Linked DNA regions of Gossypium raimondii: region 1 is linked to region 2. Evidence: chromatin contacts called from public Hi-C data. All regions are on one chromosome and are shown on one strand. The core of a region is the stretch at or near the end of the contact, and the rest is flanking DNA. Distances in the headings are between cores, read along the strand shown.

Evidence for each region. Hi-C and Micro-C count contacts between places; a contact is called where the count stands out from the background.
Region 1: a Hi-C map of leaf shows a contact between it and region 2, with 2.2 times the contacts expected there. The contact joins the promoter of LOC105772914 here to the promoter of LOC105772314 in region 2. A contact is called at or near these places in 2 of 2 Hi-C or Micro-C datasets (both in leaf).

What each region holds. Positions count from the first base shown.
Region 1 is chr6:28,536,221-28,540,657 of ASM2569854v1, forward strand. It overlaps LOC105772914, which reads left to right and starts at 1,803. Exons shown (of 20, transcript XM_012594410.2): 1 at 1,803-2,255; 2 at 2,497-2,541; 3 at 3,414-3,452. The coding sequence starts at 1,926.
Region 2 is chr6:28,368,471-28,373,132 of ASM2569854v1, forward strand. LOC105772314 (cytochrome P450 78A7) reads right to left here and starts at 1,740. Exons shown (of 2, transcript XM_012593610.2): 1 at 716-1,740; 2 at 1-636. The coding sequence starts at 1,708.

The DNA.
Region 1 (4,437 bases), core at 553-3,052, 170 kb after region 2:
TTTTATTTATTTGTTTTAACTATATCAATGTTCAACTACTTGTCTAATTTAATAAATGTAATTCATATGAGGTAGATATTTGAAAAAAATTAGATAACTATTTAATAATAAAATCACATTAGTTTGTTTAAATTTAATATATATTTATACTATTAATAAAATATCTTCTTGAGTTGGTGTTACGAGTCAACCGAGCATTAACTTGATTAAAAAATTACAAAATGACATTCCATATTTAAAGTAAGTTATATTATTCGAGTGCAGTTTAATCTTTTAATTTAAAAAATACATATAGTGGGATTTAAATCCATACCAATTACATTGAAAAACTTTAAATTCGCCACTCAAACAAATTGAGTCATCACTCGATTAGAGAAATTACAAAATACTCTTTCATAGTTAAAATAAGTTATATTATTCAAGTGTAATTTAGTCTTTTATTTTAAAAACCAATAAAAGTGTGAATATGATGAGATTTGAATTGAACCAATTGCATTAGTAAAATATTTAATTTACCACTTAGCTAAAACTTTATTTTGATATTTTAATTTTAATTTTTATCATGCACACTTTATTACGTATATCAATTGTGTATCTATGTTAATGTATTTCATTGAGTTGGTGTAACAAATTAACTCGACACTCAAGATTGATGACAACACCATAATGAACAATTTTAATCTAATTTATTTTCATTTTAACATCGCACATATTTATTATTAAGGGTAAACTACCAAAATAGTTACTTTTGTTTGCCTCATGTTACATTTTAGTTACTTTTGTTTGAAATGTTACGTTTTAGTCACTTACGTTATCACATTGTAACATTTTAGTCACTGAGCCGTTAACGGTGTAACAGTAAGCTAATGTGACACGTTAAATTATCATTTCAAATAAAAATTTTAGGTTAAATTCTACAATTGGTTCATATATATTTTTCATTTTGAGCAATTTAATTTTTTTCATGTTCTTTTAACTTTCCTTTTTTTTTCATTCTCTTCTACTTCTCCCTCTGTTTTCCTCCCTTCCTCATTTCTTTTAACGTAGTTTTTCTATGTTTTTCATTTGTTAAAACTAGTCCACAATCTCACCTCACTCGAAAAAAATTAAATTGTTCAAAAAAAATAAAAGTATAGATTCTAGTTTTAATAAATGAAAAACATAGAAAAACTATGTTAAAAGAAATAGGTAATGAAGGGAAATAGAGGGAAAAGCAGAAGGGAATGGAAAAAAAAAGTTAAAAGAATATAATAAAAAAAATTACTCAAAACCAAAAAATATGGGACCGATTGTATAAATTAACCTAAAAATTTTGTTTGAACTGATGGTTTAACATGCCACGTCAGTTTATCGTTATACTATTAATTGGAATTAATAGTTCAGTGACTAAAATGTTATAATGCAATAACGTAAGTGACTAAAATATAATATTTTAAACATAAATAACTAAAATGTAACATAAAATAAACAAAAGTGGCTATTATAATAGTTTACCTTATTATTAATTAGTTTCAACTCGTATATTTTATTATTATATACTAATTTTAAATATTTATTTATATTCTAAATTTGTACTTTCTATATGTATATGGTGTGATTTAGGAATAAAGTACACTAATTAGATCCTACCCGATGTTAAGATATGGAAAAAATTAAATTTTTTATTTTCTGGCAGGAGGCAGGTACGCATCACTTGGAAATGGATAAAATATTAAAGGACCAAAAAAAAGGACGGTGCCTGTACGCTTGCTCCTCTTTCTTTTTTCACATAATTTTATAACTTCAGCATTTATTATTCTGTCACATTTTATTTTTCCTATTTTGTCCATCGCATACCATTTCTATTTCTCTAACTCTTTCATATTTTCATGAAAAAGAACCGAAAAAAAGTTTAAACAGAAACAGTTACACCGAAAAAGGAGTAAATGGTTCCACTACTTCTTCCTTCCTCTCCAATCCACTCCTTTCCCGCCACTCCAAAACTTAGCTTCCGTTCAAAACCACGCCCCATCATACGCGCCGCTGCGGGACTTGAAGTTGATTCTTTCACGAAGAAGTCAGGTTACCTTTTCCAGCTCAGTGCCTTTGAGGCTGAGTCCTTACTCGATTACAGCCCTTCACGAATCGCCGCTATTTATAGAAGAAAACCCCTGATTTTGTTGCGTCGGCTTATTCAAGTCGGTACTACTTTTGGAAAATGGTTCGGAGTTCGATATATTGATAATCTTATGGAACGATCCGATCAAATGTTCAAGGTTTAACTTTAATTACTCCTTACGTTTAAAGTAGACTCACTTTCTGAGAAAATTGATGCTGACGTCGAATTTATTTGACTCCGTTTTCTAAATTTTTACGCCATTAGAATTATGTGTTGTTACTCCCAAAAGTTAAAAATTCAATTTTTTATTATTCCAAAATTTTAATTTCAGCCGAAGGAAGCCTTACATATTTTGAAGTTTTCTTGAAATTTTGATTTTTCCTGTTGCTGATTTGCAGGTTAGAGCTGCCGAGCTTCGAAAAATTCTGGTGGAACTTGGGCCGGTATATTATTTCAGTATTGTGCATAAGATTCAGTTATAAAGCGTTTGTCTTGCATGTTAAGCTCGGGGAGATTTAAATTTCTGTTAGTTCATCTATTAACTGATTCCCTTTATAATCAAACCGACCATCATTTGGCTGATATCTTTACATTTTCACCTGTCCCCTATTTAAATTTTACTGTTAAGTTATGATTTTTTTCTACTGAACATTGCGCTTTTTTGTAGCTTTGTTTTTCTCAAAATTCCAGTTCATCGGTACTTAAAAAAGTTAAATGGTACAGAAAATTCAGTCAATGTTTAAAATATTTGTGGAAAATAGTGGAAAAAGGTTCACAATGTTTTAGAGAATGCAAAGTGCAGCTGAACAAATGATTCGATCATCATAGAGATAAAGGGAAAAAGGGGGCAGGGGCAGCAGGAAGTAAAAGCTTGTTCACTTTAAATGTCACCTGAAAATTCTAGAAAATCATGATATAGATATTAATGTGATGTTTACTTTATCATTCATGTTTTAGCCACTAGAGCGGTTTATGCTGTCATTTCATTTTTCTGCAGATCAGCTATACTTCCCATTTTTCCATTAAGATGCACTGTTACTCAAATTCAAATTCTTTCTGGGTCTGTCTTAAATGTATCTTTGAAAAGTTGTCTGAAAAAAATTGTTAAAGAGAATTTCTTCTATGGAGTTTTCTGCCATATAGACTTTTCTTTTGGCCAGAAGCTATACTGTCTCTTAATGTTTAGCCTCTTTTTACTAACACACAAACAATTATATACTATTGTGCTTGGATTTAGATTGCTAATAACTTGGAATCACCTTTGATTTGATTTCATTTTTAAAGAAATTTAGTTTTCTTTCTTTCTTCTTTGTAGGCATACATTAAAATTGCTCAAGCTGTTTCATCACGACCTGTAAGTTCTCGTAGCATCTAGGATAAGTTTCATGTGCTTCACAAATTTACGTGCTTTCTAATTTTCCTTTAAACTTGTGATGCATGTTGGGTCCTCTGTCTGCTTTGGTTTGTTAAACTTGGTTTTTGCAATGGGTCTTCTTGTTATATGCACTCAAATTATAGGAAAGGGCTTTTCTACTATAATGAAAAGCTGCATTTTTTTATTATTGATAAATTCATCCTTTTGGCTTTTGAAGTTCATATGAATATTACAGGAACTAATCTCTTGTACTGTCCGAGTTCTTTTTCCTTCCTTTTTTATGGGTTGGAGATACACTTTTTTTAAACAAAGTGGAGACAGAAAATGACAGCTGAAACTAGATTTTTATTTCTATTGAAACTACCTTGGTTAATGAAATTTCTACATTCCTGTTTGGTTCCTTTAGGGGCAAAGTTGCATGGTCTCAGAATTTAGGAACAGCTAATAGTTCTATTTGGTTAGTTCAGGATCCGCGTTTCGAAGGAATCTTCTGTGCACTATGTTAAAGGCTTAGTTTAATGTGCTAATATAGATTTCGAACAAGAAGTTTCCATGTAAGTATATATATATATATATGAAAGATAGTTGATTGGATCCTAACCACATATCATTGTTCTTGAAGATAGTCTCTGCAATCTTTCAAACTTGATTAAATTCATCCCAGAAGTTATTTGCTGAGAACAAGTCACTGGAAAGCAAATCACAAAAAGAAAATTTTGATGAATGGTTATTTGGAACTGTATTTTTCATCTCCTCAATCATTTTAAATATCACTTAGCATGATGATGGATATGTCATTAACTGCACCCTTGGTTCTTCAAATGTAGTTTTACCTATTAAGTTCACATTTACTTTCCTCGAACAGCAGTTTAGCTTTAAGTTTGGCCTCCTATAAAACAACTAGCAGTACATGTAATGTAAATTGATGGGTTGGTATTTTAACATGGAGGCTGATTTATTGACT
Region 2 (4,662 bases), core at 490-2,989:
GTCTCCTGACCGTCGTAGAATACTGTTTCTTGGAATAGCCATGGCGCGCAGAGGATTCTTCATCTCACAGGACAGCTTAAGCAGCTCGGTTAGCTCGACTGGGTTAGCCAGATCTTGAACCCATTTGAAGTGTTGAACCAACTTAGCCACCCAAAGGCCCACTGTGACCAGCCCCAAGTTCTTGCCAGGGCAGACCCTTCGTCCTGCCCCAAACGGTGCAAGCCTAAGATCACCACCCCTCACATCCACCTCAGCTCCACCTAGACACTTAACAAACCTCTCTGGCCTGAAAACAAGTGGATCCTCCCACACATTTGGGTCATGGGTTATGGCCCACATGTTGACCATGGCTGTAGTGTCTGATGGGACCACCATGCCATTACTGAGTTGGACATCTGACGTGGATATCCTTGCCCATGAAAGGAGCGGCCCAGGTGGATGCAACCTGAGGGTTTCTTTGACTACTGCTTGAAGGTAGGGTAAGTTAGCCACATCAGCATCTGTCACGCTCTTGTCTCCCACTGCAACAACAAGCTCCTGGTGAAGCTTGGATTGAATCTCAGGGTTCAATACCAACTCGGCCATGATCCACTCAGTTAAAAGCGCAGTTGTATCCGTTCCCCGAAAGATCATTTCCTGCCAACACAAGCGATCGAACTCGTTAATTGAACTTCAAAATATATAATAATTAAAGAAATTATAAATTAATACCCACCCACAAGACTGCTTCCATGTCTTCCTCATTGAGTTTATCGTCGCCATCTAAAGATAACAACACAGAAACGAAATCTGAACTATCAGCAACCTTTGATGATTGATTCAAACGATGTTGTTCGATGATTTGGTTCACTAGTTTTTTCACTCGGGGGACAAGAACTGAACAGCGTTCATTGATTCGAAAAGGGTCATAAAAGTAGCTCAGCCAAGGTAGATAATCCGACCAGTTAAAAGCTCCCAATATCTCAAACCCTTCTCTTACAATCTCTTGCAACTCTTTAGCTTCGTCGTCATCACCTTGGCAGAGGTCATATCTTTTACCGAATACTGTTACCATTATATTGTTAAGAGCTGCTGCTTGAAGGTGTTTGCGTAAAACAACAATTCCATTGGAGGACTGTTCTTTAGCAATGGCACATAACAGGGAGCCACAGTCTAGTTGGCGACTCTTTTCATGGGCTGCAATGCGCTTTGGAGCAAAGAGGTGAGTGGATGAAATCCTCCTTAGAAGCCGCCAGTAAGTACCATCGGGAGCAAAGCCAATGGCCCGGCTAAACATTAGCTTCTTAGCTGTTGCTTTGATCGGACGGTTAGCAAAATGAGGAGAGGTCAAGATTTCACGAGCAATTTGGGGATCGGATGTTATAACAGCAGGAGTTGATCCAAGGCTAAAAGCCATGAGATTGGTAGCGGCTTGTTTTGAAGCCATGCAAGCAAGGGTTCGATGAGCCAAACCGTGGGTTAGGCTGAATAAACTGCCAAAGAAAGGGAACCCTCTGGGACCAGGGACTGGGACCCCACCTAATCGGTTTCTGCCATTTTTCCAGGCTAAACCCCCAGGGGATAAAGCCCAAGTTAAAAACCCACCCAATAAAACTGCCATGAAAATGCTAAACAAAAGGAAACCATCTACTAAGTTATTTGCTTTTACAATAGCTGGGAACGTTGAGACCCACCAGGTTTTGTCGATACAAATAGGAGCCAAACCCATACTTATGAAACAAATGAAAAATGCTAGCAGAGTTGGGAGATCACCGAGGAAGGCACTTGGGGCTTGGCTGGTGACACACACCAGCGGCTTAAATAGGCATTACTGTATAGAGCTCTATTTATTTATTTATTTCGAATCTTTGTTTGTTTGGTAAGCTATCCTACAATAATTATTGCTTAAAAAAAGTATTAATCAAAATTATGCATGCGTTCTATATGGGGATGGATAATCTTACATCTTCCATTAGTTCACACAGGGTCAAATCTGGTCAGCCCTAACTAAATTCTTGGCTGTGAGAATTCTATTTAAGATTTGTTTTGAACAAAGAAAAAACCTAATCATTTAGTTTATACGCCAATAATGAATTAAGTAATGCCATGTGTTAAAATTATACTTATTTTTAAGCAAGTGTCATCATATAATTTAATATCAACATATAAATTTATACATTTCATAATTAACAAAATGAGTTATTATTAATGAGGTCCGTTGTTGGCAATGATATTGATAGAATCACCTTAACAATCAACATAATTAATTGTTAATTAAACTATTTAGACCATAAAAAAATGTAGCACTTAATATATTCGGATTGTTACTGTTTAATGACATTATTATTAATTTCTGTTGCTCAACATTAATTACATAATAAAATCTGTTATTCTCTAGTGTTCCAAAGTTCATTTTATCTACATCTATAAGCAAATTCCATTAGTTGAGAATCTAGATACATATCTCTATCTTTTTTTCTTTTTTCTTTTTTAAGATCTTATTCTTAATCAACCAACATATTATGGTTTGACTTCATGATTTTGTTAGATATAATTAAAATTTCCCAAGAGCTGGGTTGAGGTGTTCAAATCCAGACACCAAAAAGAAAAACTTCTAATTTAGGCAGTTGTTTATTATATTTGTTAAACATAATGACCTTCGTCCTTGCAAAAAAAAAGAAAAAAGAAAAAAGAAAAATAATGACCTTCCTCATCATTCGTCTACCTTCACTGATGTTCATATCGCTGACTATGTTAGTTTATCTTCGTCAAGGGTACTATTGATTTAGAAAGTGAGAAACACGCAAATCAACCAGACCACTCCAATAGAACAACCATCACTTAACACCTATATACTCTACAATTTAAGCAACATCATGTCATCCACTAGATCTACCTATATAAACAGTCTTCAACCCAAAAAGAGCCATGTTCCCTTACTCTCTCACCTTGTTGACTCAACTTTCTTCCTTCTCTCTTGATCATCTTTTTCCTTTGCTTAACCAAATCATAACCTCTCTAACAAGACTATATGGCTCTTTTCCGAGTAGGGTGAATGATCACCTATAAACTTGTTATCATTTATAGAATAAATATCACACTAAAAATATATTAAATTAAATCGACAGTGTCAGCAAGTGTATGAGACAAATTGTAATATAGTTTAGTACAACGAAATATTGGTAAGTATTCCGAGGATCATACCTAAGAGATTGCAGATTAGAGAGATTAATATTAAATTAATTACAGAAAATAATTACTAATCTAATCGAGTCACGAATTAGTAGTGTTAATCCAAATAAAATTATTTCAATTAAACTAATTAAATTAACTAACCTAAAATTAACCTAATGGACTTTCCTATTCTTAGTGTCGACAATGTGAGCATCTAGCCTATGATTGATTAAATCCCTAATTATCTAATTAAATAATTACTTATCCTCGATTAGCTATTTATCATCTTTAGCTATGACTACCCTTCCAGTTCATCTTCATTAAGGATTATCACCTAAGCCACATTTCCGGTCTCTTCCTAGGCATACGAATACTCTTCCTGTCTCATCGCTTGGCACAAGTTGTACACGATAGGATACCCTTCCAATCTCACTTGTCTCAATATTATATTAGGGGTGTCACTCCCTAATATACTAAGTACCCTTGAATAAATACCCAATTTCAGATAAATAGTTACTTAACAAATAAATTAATTTAATAATCAAAACATGCAAGATATAAAATAAACTCAAGAAATTATTCAATAGTCTTACAAACACTAATTGATTAGAGAAAAAAATATAAATAAAAGAATAAGAGAGAGATAGGAGAATGCTCATTGATAAATATATTGAAACGCAGATCTGGAGCAATCTCCGCTTGCGATTATCTTCACATCGGATAGAAAAGTTTTGACGTAAACGAACATAAAAAGAAAATAAAACTAAAACTGAATGGAAAAACTGTCTAGGTCTAAAACTGCTTACAATTCTGATGATCCTAAGGTTGCTTATATAGGCATCGGCCTACTTGGTGACCACTCAATTCAAGATACACTTATATACCAATGAATAATATATTCTGCTAAAAACTAGGGTCTAATTATGGAAATTTCCCAAATATGCTGTCCAAGGAAATCAACTCTTTTCTTCCATGTCAAGTCATGTCGTCAAGACGTGGGAATGCTTCTCATCCTGATGTCAAAATCATGCAAAGTCTTCCTATTTCCGTCGCATCATCGTGATGAGAGGGAGCTTCCCGTCACAACGTTAAGTGTTTTTTGGGCCTTGATAGGTTCGTTGTCTTATTGGACTCATTGTCTCACGACTTGATCATTATTCCTTATATTCTTGGACCTCAATTGGCATCCTACACACTTAATTAGGTCATTAGTCACTCACGAGCTTGATTCGGTGGAAACACCAAAATATATAGACTTTTTAACACCTTTTGAGCACTAATTTATGCAGTTTTAAGTAATTTTTGTCCAGTTTTATACTTTTATTATGAAATAATTAAATTGAAATTAATTTATGAAACATTTTTAATTTTAGTTATTTTTATACTAAATTTGTATAATTTGGCCAATTTTCAACAGTTTTGCACAAAGGGTGAAAAATCAGCTCGGTAGTCACCTTGAGAAGATCAAATTTTTGAATCATCTTTCAAAGAATTTGACACATGAGGAAG